Linked DNA regions of Pan troglodytes: region 1 is linked to region 2. Evidence: chromatin contacts called from public HiChIP or PLAC-seq data. All regions are on one chromosome and are shown on one strand. Each heading gives the region's core, a stretch centred on a gene start, on an enhancer-like site or on the middle of the called end of the contact. The rest is flanking DNA. Distances are from core to core; before and after follow the strand shown. Region 1 holds the start of GPRC5B (G protein-coupled receptor class C group 5 member B). Region 2 holds the start of VPS35L (VPS35 endosomal protein sorting factor like).

Region 1 (5,369 bases), core at 98-2,597, 330 kb after region 2:
CTTCTCTCGTCGCACCGTGGTTCCCCTCGCCCAGATCCCACAACTCCCCCAGCAATAAACTCCCTGGCTTGGGTTGGGGGGGCGCTTAGAAAAACACAAGAAGCAGACCCCCCAATTCTCCCAAATCCACGGCGGGAAAAGTTTCTGGGGTCCCCACAGCGTCCTCCACTGCATCGGCGCAGCTCGCACTTACCGACCCCCGCGGCCCCGCAGCGCCGACGCTCCAGCTGGCCTTCGGCCCGAGTCACATCTCTGCAGCGCGGCCGCGGCCCCCGCTCCACGCACGCCCGCCTGCGGGTCCAGCTTCACTGCAGCGCCTGCCAGAGTCGCTGCCGCGCGAGGCGCCCCCTGGCCCGGCCCGCGCTGCTGCAGCGGCCGCGGCCCCGCCCCCGCCCCCGCCCCCGCCCCCGCCCCCGACCGGCCCCGCCCCCGGGCCTCCGAGCCCCACCCCCGGTCCCGCCGGCGGTTCCGCGCGGGGCTAGGCGCCGTCTGCATGCACCCCCGGAGCCCAAGCTCGTAGCTTCTAGCCCGGATCTCAGAGACGATTCCCCCGACCTCGTGCCCCCAATTCGGGGACATTCCCCCCACAACGTCAGTGCGCCCGTAAGCAGTCCAGACGAGCCGGGCAACTCCCCAGGGTAGATCCATTTGCGGGAACACCCCCCTAGCCAATACACTTACCGAGGGAGGTATCGCGACCCAGGGGTCCCAGCGCAGAAGCCTTCCTGCCCCCAGGCCACGCTCCAAGGTGGGTTCATAAGCAGTAACTTCCCCGAAACACACCAGCACCAGGTCCAGGACGCAGAGAGGATCGATCCCGCCCGGTGCCTCTCGAAGTCACCAACGCCCCGGTATACACCTAGGCGCACACACACCGCTAGGCCTCCTCCAGGCAGGTTCCTCCTGGACACACTCTTCTCTCTCCTCACTGCCCACCTCCCAGATGTCGTTGTCCGTTTGCGCACACTGGGACCAACACCCGCTTCCTTGGCCCCTCGAAACACACACGTCCAGTCGGTGCACCCCTCACGTGGGTCCCTACGCAGGATCGCCACCACCCCTACCGCACACATCACCCACGTACGCACACGTCCACTGCCCTTCAGGGCTCACACACTCAGCGGCCCGGGCCACTGGCCGTGCGCTCCGCAGACGGTCAGGGCACAGCCCGGACGCGTGTCCGCTGGGCGGCCGTGGGACCTGCTTGAAGGAGGGGTCCGGGGCAGCCGTCTCTGAGTCCCCCTCACCCCGTCCTAGTCCTCAGGCCTCTCCGAGGTCGGCATTGCTTCGACCAGGCCTGGGAGCTGCGCTCCGGCACCCCATATAGGGCTGGTTCCCTGGGTGACCTTCAGACCATCAAACCCTGGCAGTCTCAGGTGGCCCCCCGCCAAAGCCAGAAACAGACCTTTGAGCAGCATCCCTTCCCTGCACTCCAGATTCTCAGGGTGAGATTTCCTTTCTCCCTCCGCGGTGCGCCCCCCAATCTCTCCCCCCGTCGCCGCAACCATCCCAGCCACATAAGACCAAAAGGGATAGGACGGACCCCTGCTCCCCTCTCCCGGGGGCTGCAGGAAGGGGAGATGCAGAACACTTCCTTCTGGGAATAGTGGCAGCCCCTGATCTTTGGGGACCGTGGCCCTTCCAGATACTCCCATCCCTCCCCGCCAGCCTCCCAGTTCCGGTCCGGTTAGGCCACATCCCCCTTGGGCACGCATCTCTGGGATACCTTTTATTATATTCAAGGGAAAATGGAAAGGAAGAACCATAATGGCAGTTTTTCGCCCCACCCCTGGTTTATTTTCATGGATCCTCAGAGCCCAGAACAGTTCCAGGCACAGTAGGCGCTCATTAAATATTTGCGGGACGACCCAAAGTGTGTTCCCGCCAGACTGCGCAATTGGAAAGTGGATGGGCACTGTCACCTGGTGGCAGCTCTTGGAACTGACGCCGAGATCCTTTTGTCAACGTGGGCAAGTTCACTTTCGTGAGCCACACGTCCTCAACGTCTACAAAATGGAGATCTTTTTCATCGCACATGCCTATTGGGGTTGTTGTGAAGGTCTAACACGTGCTAACATATAAAGTGCTTCACGCAGGGTCTGGCATGTGGAAAATCCTTAATATGAGCTGATTAACATTGCAGTTACGGTTATATTCCCTTTCCCACTTGTTTTACAGAGGACCCTGACTGTGATGGTCAGTTTCACTTTGGGTGATGATACCACAGGAAGCACAGAGTGAAAATGAAGGAGGGCATTGAGTGGCAGGTGCATTCCTTCCCTCCAAAAAGTTCCAACACCCATGGATGATAATAATAACAATAATAGCTGAGTACGTAGTGCTTTCTGTGTGCCAGGAGCTATTCTAAGTGTTTTAAATTCTTTAATTCATTTAATCCTCCCAGTTACCCTTTAGGCCAGAGACTGTTATTCTCCCTGTTTTACAGATGGAGACACTGAGGCCAAGAGGGGTTAAGTACTGCTCCGGGGTTAGACGGTTGGCAAAGACAAAATCCAATCCAGGCCATCTGGCTCTGCAGGCCATATTATCCACCAATGGTTAGACTGGTGTCATTTGCTGTCAGGTCAGACATTGTCACAGAGGAACCTCACCTCCCAGGAGAGTTCACTGGGTCTCCAGCCTTGGAGAGAATGGCTCCAGGAGGTCCAGGGAGCCATGTCAGGCTCTCAAGTGCCCAGTTCACTTTGTCTAATGAAAACCAGTGGCTTCTCTATTCCTCACCTGAGAAATGGTCAGTGCACTGCCCATGGCTTCCCACTGACAAATGTCATGGTATGTGTATTAGTCCATTTCATACTGCTATGAAGAAATACCCAAGACTGGGTAATTTATAAAGAAAAAGAGATTTAATGGACTCAATGCTCCACATGGCTGGGTAGGCCTCACAATCATGGTAGAAGGCAAAAGAGGAGCAAAGTCACGTCTTATACAGTGGCAGGCAAGAGTGCATGTGCAGGGGAACTGCCCTTTATTAAACCATCAGATCTTGTGAGACTTATTCACTGTCATGAGAACAGCGTGGGAAAAACCCACCCCCATGATTCAATTACCTCCCTCCAGGTCCCTCCCATGACATGTAGGGATTATGGGAGCTACAATTCAAGATGAGATTTGGGTGGGGACACAGCCAAACCATATCAGTGTGTAATTAGATATTTGCATGGCTCTCTGCTTGGTGTCTGTCTCGCCTACAAAACTGTATCTCAGTGCTGTGCTGTCCAATCTACACTGTCTGATAATGGCAGCCGCTAAACATGTGCCCACTAGGCACTTTATATGTGACTCGTATGACTACAGGATTGAACTTTCAGTTTTTGTTTGTTTGTTTTTTTTTTAGATGGAGTCACTGTCACCCAGTCTGGAGTACAATGATGCTATCTCGGCTCACTGCAATCTCCACCTCCTGGGTTCAAGTGATTCTCCTGCCTCAGCCTCCCGAGTAGCTGGGATTACAGGCGTCCACCACCATGCCTGGCTAATTTTTGTATTTTTAGTAGAGATGGGGTTTCACCATGTTGGTCAGTCTGGTCTCGAATTCCCGACCTCAGGTGACCCACCTGCCCAGGCCTCCCCAAGTGCTGGGATTACAGGCGTGAGCCACCGAGCCCGGCCTCAGTTTTATTTATTTTTAATTGATTTAAATTTAGGCTGGACATGCATGATGACTCATGTCTATAATCCAGCACTTTGGGAAACTGAGGTGGGAGGATTTCTTGAGGCCAGGAGTTTGAGTCTGCAGTGAGCTATAATTGCACCCATGCTCTCCAGCCTGGGTGACAGAGTGAGACTCTGTCTCTTAAAATAAATAAATAAGTAAATAAATAATCAATAACCACATGTGGCTACTGTATGCATAGCATATCTTTAAGCTTGATGAGGACAAGAACTATGTCTATTGTTTATCCTGGCATCCAGTGCGTGGCACAGGGCATGGCTCATCGAATATTTGTTTGCTAAAAGAATAATTAACTTTGGGAGGTCAAGTTAGCAGGATTGCTTGAGGCCAGGGAGTTTGAGACCAGCCTGAGAAGCATAGGGAGACCTGTCTCTACAAAACATTAAAAATTAGCCAGGCATAGTGGCGTGCACCTGTAGTCCTAGCTACTCAGGAGGCTGAGGCAGGAGAATCGCTTAAGCCCGGGAGGTCGAGGCTGCATTGAGCTGTGATCATGCCACTACACTCCAACCTGGGCAACAGTGCAAGACTCCATCTCAAAAAAAAAAAAAATTTTTTTTAAAGAAAATAAAAAAAAGAATAATTGAATTCCAGCTTTGCTTTCCCCTTTCAAGTATGTCTATTCTGTGTCCAGACCTTTCATGATCATCCTCTTGTCTCTGCTAATAAGCAGAACATCTCCTAAAGGAATGTGGCACTCAGGGCTTTGGAGTTGTCAAAGTCGATTTCCATGAATCATCTTGCCTGAACAACAGAACCTTCTGAGGTTGGTGTCTGTGTCGCATGTGGTAAAATGAGGCTTGGGAAGGTTGAGGGACTTTCCCTTGGTCTCACAGCTGTATGTGTCAGAGGCGGGACTCAAACCCAGTTACCCATGGTCTTCTCACTTCCCACTGTGATCCCAGTGCCTGACCACGGGACCTCAGCAGGGTCTCCTCAGTGCCAGGCTCTGTGCCTGATCCCGTTGGTGGTCCCTAGATGGATATGGTGTGATCTTGCACTCAGGATGCTCCATGTCAATGGAGGAGGTTGACCTTCTCGGTAGAGTGTGAGGGGGGTTAGGACAGGGCACTATGGAAGGACCTCTGTCTTAGTCCATTTTGTATTGCTATGAAGGAATACCTGAGGCTGGGTAGTTTTTTGTTTGTTTGTTTGTTTGTTTGTTTTTGAGATGGAGTCTTGCTCTGTCTCCCAGGCTGGAGTGCAATGGCATGATCTCGGCTCACTGCAACCTCCATCTCCTGGGTTCCCCAAGCGATTGTCCTGCTTCAGCCTCCCAAATAGCTGGGACTACAAGCTATTGCATACGCCACCATGCCCAGCTAAGTTTTTGTATTTTTAGTAGACATGGGGTTTCACCATGCTGGCCAGGCTAGTCTCGAACTCCTGATCTCAGGTGATCCACCCGCCTCGGCCTCCCAAAGTGCTGGGATTACAGGCGTGAGCCACCACATGTGGCTGGGACTGGGTAATTTATAAAGAAAAGAGATGTATTAGCTCACAGTTCTGCAGGCTGTACACGTTTGACCCCAGCATCTGCTCGGCCTCTGGGGAGGCCTCGGGAAGCTTTTGCTCATGGCAGAAGGCGAATGGGGAGCTGGTGTGTCACATGGCGAGAGAGAGAGCCAGAGAGATGCCGGGCTCCTCTAATCAGCCAGCTCTTGTGTGAACT
Region 2 (5,125 bases), core at 237-2,736:
TGCAGTGGCTCACGCCTGTAATCCCAACACTTTGGGAGGCCAAGGCAGGAGGATCACCTGAGGTCAGGAGTTTGAGACCAGCCTGGCCAACATGGTGAAACCCCGTCTCTACTAAAAATTGGACTTTTCAGAAGGTAAAACTCAGGCTGGAAATGTCTTAACTTATTAAGAGATAGAAGCCTGCTAAGGGAAGGAGGGAGAAAAGAGAATGCGAAGGTTGAAGCTCACATCAAAGCTGTTAATTTGCACAACTTTAAGAATCCTCCTCTTGTTACTGCCTAATCATGCAGTGTGAGCCTAGGAAAAGGCTCCTCACCTTGACCTCTTATTGAGATGTTGCATGTGATAACATGCATGGCTGTATGGGAAGAGCTCCTCGCTTTCCCGTGGCCACCCTTTAACCCTTGTTCACTCCCAGTGTTGGGAATAGCAGGTACGAGTGGATATACTTTCCTACTCATACTGAGCTGAACACTGGAGGGCCCGTTCTGGAGATGATCCTTTTCCCTGTCATAGGTCACCATCTCATGAACAACCAGACCACCACCCCCGAGTGAAAAGTAAGAGTTATAAAAACATCGAATGCTTTCTAAGGGACCATAATGGATATCTAAGTAAGTTATAAAAGTAATAATTAAAAAAAAAATTTTTTTTGAGATGGAGTTTCGCTCTTGTAGCCCAGGCTGGAGTGCAATGGCGCAATCTCGGCTCACTGCAACCTCTGCCTCCCGGGTTGGAGCAATTCTCCTGCCTCAGCCTCCCGAGTAGCTGGGATTACAGGCGCCCGCCACCATACCCAACTAGTTTTTGTATTTTTTAGTAGAGACGGGGTTTCACCATGTTGGCCAGGCTCGTCCCGAACTCCTGACATCAGGTGACCCACCCACCTCGGCCTCCCGAAGTTCTGGGATCATAGGCCTGAGCCACCGCTCCCGGCCTAAAATAATTTTTAAAAACGTTCTGTGGTCGAAATGGATATCCACCTTCCTAGAAACACTGCTTTGCCAAGTTGGACGAAATGCGAACCCTAATTTCCCCCACGTGCATTAGCTGTAGTCAATCATATTAGATCTAGGGCAGCCCTCAGTTGCTAGTCGTGGGAAGGGCATTCTGCAAGTGCCTAAAAACGCCCTCCAAGCAGTGGGTAAAGCAGCGGCCTAGAGGGGGCATGGCTGTCCCACGCCAAACAGCGTATTAGCCGCAAAACCAGGTACTGGCTGAACCTCAGTTTGCGTCTTCGCTCCGCCGCCTTCTGGAGTCCTTTCTGCCCCTAGAGGACGCAGGTGGGCTAAGCAGCAGTCATGCCCTTTACCATCATGACGCCCGCAGGCGGGACCACCCGGCACTGTAGACAGCTGCCCTTTACAATCATGACTCATAGAAACTACGGCACTCTGGCCGTGGCCGACGTTGCTCCTCCGAAGCATGGCGCCGGCGGAAGTTGTAACCCGGGCTGTCCGGAGCGGGGAGCTGCCCCTCACAAGCATGGCGTCAGCTGAAAATGAAGCCTGTGCTGTGCGGAGCGTCGCCTGCCCCTCACAAGCATGGCGTCTGCAGAAGGTGCTGTGCGGCCGCTGCGGGGCGGCCAGCTGCCCTTCACAAACATGGCGGCCGGGGGGTGCGGGGCGTGGCGGGGTAAGGATGGGAAGCCGAGCAGACGGCCCCAGAACAAGCGGTCATGTGACTGGGAAGATGGCCGTCTTTCCTTGGTAAGGAAGCAGCGGCGGGTGGGCTTTGGAGAAGGGCTGTCCTTACTTGTGATGGGGTCGGCCTGGGTCTGAGAGTGTGAATTCCTCTCTGTCGGGTTCTGGTGGTCGACTGGCCACCCTCAAGTTGTCTTGACCGTAGAATCCCTGGCCGCTACCGCGGTCCAGCGGAGCAATCTGAAGCCAGACTGGCGGGTTCTTGGTTCTCTCCCCGTCTGCTGCCTCTCTGCGCCTTCCACGGGCCCCTGTCCATTCATTCCCTAAAGAAAACTTGAGTTTCCAGGCTTCCGCGTCCCCAGAAGTTGGCACGGGTTCTGGGGTCGCTGGATGAAGGTAATGGTGGACTCAGCTTTAAGTCTGGACGAGTCGGGAGATCTGGCTGTTGGTCAGTTTCCTCAGCTCCTCTGTTCACCTGGAGACTTGTTTTTCTCATCTGTAAAACGGCCGCCATTCAGCCTACCCTAGGCACAGCCCTCAGACTTATTCCTTGGCCTCAAGGAGCTGACAGTATAATGGAGCAGACGCACAGTAGAGGGATGTCTAAAGAAGGCATTCGGATGAGGCACCAAGAAGGGAGTGATTATCCCCACCAGGGGGCTAGGGGGAGGCTTCAGAGAGGAGGAGTTAAATTGGGTCTTGGAGGATGAATAGGAGTTCACCATAGGGAGGGCGTGGCGTGTGCCTGGTTGGCAGGCCCGTAGGTCCCTTGCGGTTGGAGTAGCTAGGAATGAGTGACTGAAGCTTCGGGGTTCAGCAGGTGGTATGTGTGTGAGTGAAGAACTTGAGGAAGTTGTGTTGTTGATGATAGTGGGATTTGGGGACGGGGAATCTCTCCTGCATCTCAGAAAGCGAGATAATTTACTTTCTCTTCAAATGATGTGAAGTAGCTTAGATTAAATGAGCAAATGAAAGACCTTAGAAATAATCAGGTACAACCTTCTGCTTTTGAGCTTGATAAACAGTTCATTTTGTCTTATTCCTTTCATTTGCCCAACACTTAAGAGACTGCTTCCTTGATACGCTACATCAGCATTGAATGCCTCTGAGCACTTCCACACCCTGAGTTTTTTTTTTTTTTTCAGTTAATAGTCATGCTGGCTGGGTATGGTGGCTCACGCCTGTAATCCCAGCACTTTGGGAGGCCGAGGCTGGTGGATCACCTGAGGTCAGGGGTTCGAGACCAGCCTGGCCAACATGGCGAAACCTAATCTCTACTAAAAATACAAAAATTAGCTGGACTAAATTAGTGGTGGCACGCACCTGTAATCCCAGCTACTTGGGAGGGTGAGGCAGGAGAGTCGCTTGAACCTGGGAGGCGGAAGCTGGAGTGAACCGAGATCATGCCACTGCACTCCAGCCTGGGCAACAGAGTGAGACTCTGTCTCAAAAAAATAATAATAAAAAATGAAAAAGTCATGCTGGCTTGACCAAAAAGCTAACCAAAAACATGAGAAACATTTGACTTCAGTGGATTTATCTGAAGTTTGCAATCAGAAAATCCAGGAAGATGCTGTCTTAATCTCTGCATCCCAGTACCTTTCTACCTTTGGAATTTTAATTTTATATTACAAGCAGGCAAACAGGTGCCATAACGCTTTTAGTATTTAGGGTCTCTATAGTTCCTAATCTGGCCGTGCTCTAAATATTTTGTTGTTGTTGTTTTTGTTGAGACGGAGTCTCGCCCAGGCTTGAGTGCAGTGGCGTGATCTTGGCTCACCGCAACCTCCGCCTCCCAGTTCAAGTGATTCTTTGCCTCACTCTCCCGAGTAGCTGGGATTACAGGCGATGCCACCACGCCAGGCTACTTTTTGTATTTTTAGTAGAGACGGTGTTTCATCATGTTGGACAGGCTGGTCTCGAACTCCTGACCTTAAGTGATCCGCCCACCTCGGGTTCCCAAAGTGCTGGGATTACAGGCGTGAGCTACCACACCCGGCCCGTGCTCTGAACATTTCCTTTTGAAGTATGCATTCATCTTTCAGTTTCCCTAATAAACTTCTTGCTCCTTAAAAGTTAAAAGGACTGGCTGGACGCGGTCGCTCATGCCTGTAATCCCAGCACTTCGGGAGGCCGAGGCGGGCGGACCACCTGAGGTCAGGAGTTCCAAGACCAGCCTGCCCAACATGGTGAAAGCCCGTCTCTACAAAAATACAAAAAGTAGCCAGGCATGGCGGCAGGTTCCTGTAATCCCAGCTACTTGGGAGGCTGAAGTGGGAGAATCGCTTGATCCCGGGAGAATCACTTGATCCCAGGAGGCGGAGGTTGCAGTGAGCCGAGATCGTGCCATTGCACTCCAGCCTGAGCTACTAAGCGAGACTCCGTCTCAAAAAAAAAAAAAGTTAAAGGGACTGAGTTTTGTCCATCTTTGTATGTGGAGCCTAGAACATAATGGTGAGTGCTGAATAATATTTATGAATGAATGAGGAAACTGAGGAGGACTGCAGAGGAGAAATGAGTTTCTGTCATTAAATTTACATTTATCAAGTCCTTATTTTCTGTCAGACATCACTCGTAAAGTGCATAACATGTAACATCATTAGGTTCTTATAACAACCCCATGTTTCGGAGGAAGAAATAGAGGCAGAGAGATGAAGCAGTTTACTTAAATTAGCCCCACTAATTTAATTTAGGGATAGCTGAGGTTTGGAAGCCAGAGGCTATGATAGTAATCATCCTCATCAGCTGGACTTCAAATCTATATCCTGGGCTGAGGTTTCTGGCTTGCGGGGTTCCCCAAATCCCACTGCCTTGTCATGGGTCTTCCCAGGAATGCCCCTTTTTACCCACAGTTTTTGCTATCCCTGCTATATTTTGGCCTGGCTAGGAGATGAGATGTCCTGTATACCCTAGATCACATTTTCCTTTAATCCTGTGGTTATAGCACCCTTTGGACCGGGCAAGGTGGCTCATGCCTCTAATCCCAGCACTTTGGGAGGCTGAGGCGGGTGGATCACTTGATGTCCGGAGTTCAAGACCAGCCTGACCAACATAGTGAAACCCTGTCTCTACTAGAAAAAAAAAAATTCCTCAGGCGTGGTGTCGGGTGCCTGCAGTCCCAGCTAGTCCAGAGGCTGAGGCAGGAGAATTGCTTGAACCCAGGAGGCAGAGGTTGCAGTGAGCTGAGATCGCGCCACTGCACTCCAGCCTGGATGACACAGTGAGACTCCGTCTCAAAAAAAAAAAAAAAAAACAACCCTTGGAGTCAGAATCTCTACATCATTTTAAGTTTTTTTATGTGTAGCGGTGAAGGGGGCTGGGTAATATTGTGATTGTGGAAGAAAAAGCTGTGTGGTCCGATTATGTGATTAGTAACCAAAAACTTATTTGAGAATTAAAATAGTTGAGCAAAGCATTTAGTGGATTTTGGTGTTTCCAGTATAAGCAGATTAATTTGGTTAATCATAGTGGGATTTCTGTGT

What was found. HiChIP or PLAC-seq counts read pairs in DNA pulled down with a chosen protein or histone mark.
Region 1: an H3K4me3 HiChIP or PLAC-seq map of stem cell-derived excitatory neurons shows a contact between it and region 2, with 7 times the contacts expected there. The contact joins the promoter of GPRC5B here to the promoter of VPS35L in region 2. A contact is called at or near these places in 3 of 7 Hi-C or Micro-C datasets (induced pluripotent stem cells and stem cell-derived neural progenitor cells) and 1 of 1 datasets of contacts at active chromatin or transcription factors (stem cell-derived excitatory neurons).

Annotation. Positions count from the first base shown.
Region 1 is chr18:22,509,106-22,514,474 of NHGRI_mPanTro3-v2.0_pri, forward strand. GPRC5B (G protein-coupled receptor class C group 5 member B) reads right to left here and starts at 1,348. Exons shown (of 4, transcript XM_016929584.4): 1 at 682-1,348. The coding sequence starts at 1,073.
Region 2 is chr18:22,178,481-22,183,605 of NHGRI_mPanTro3-v2.0_pri, forward strand. It overlaps VPS35L (VPS35 endosomal protein sorting factor like), which reads left to right and starts at 1,487. Exons shown (of 33, transcript XR_010152569.1): 1 at 1,487-1,709.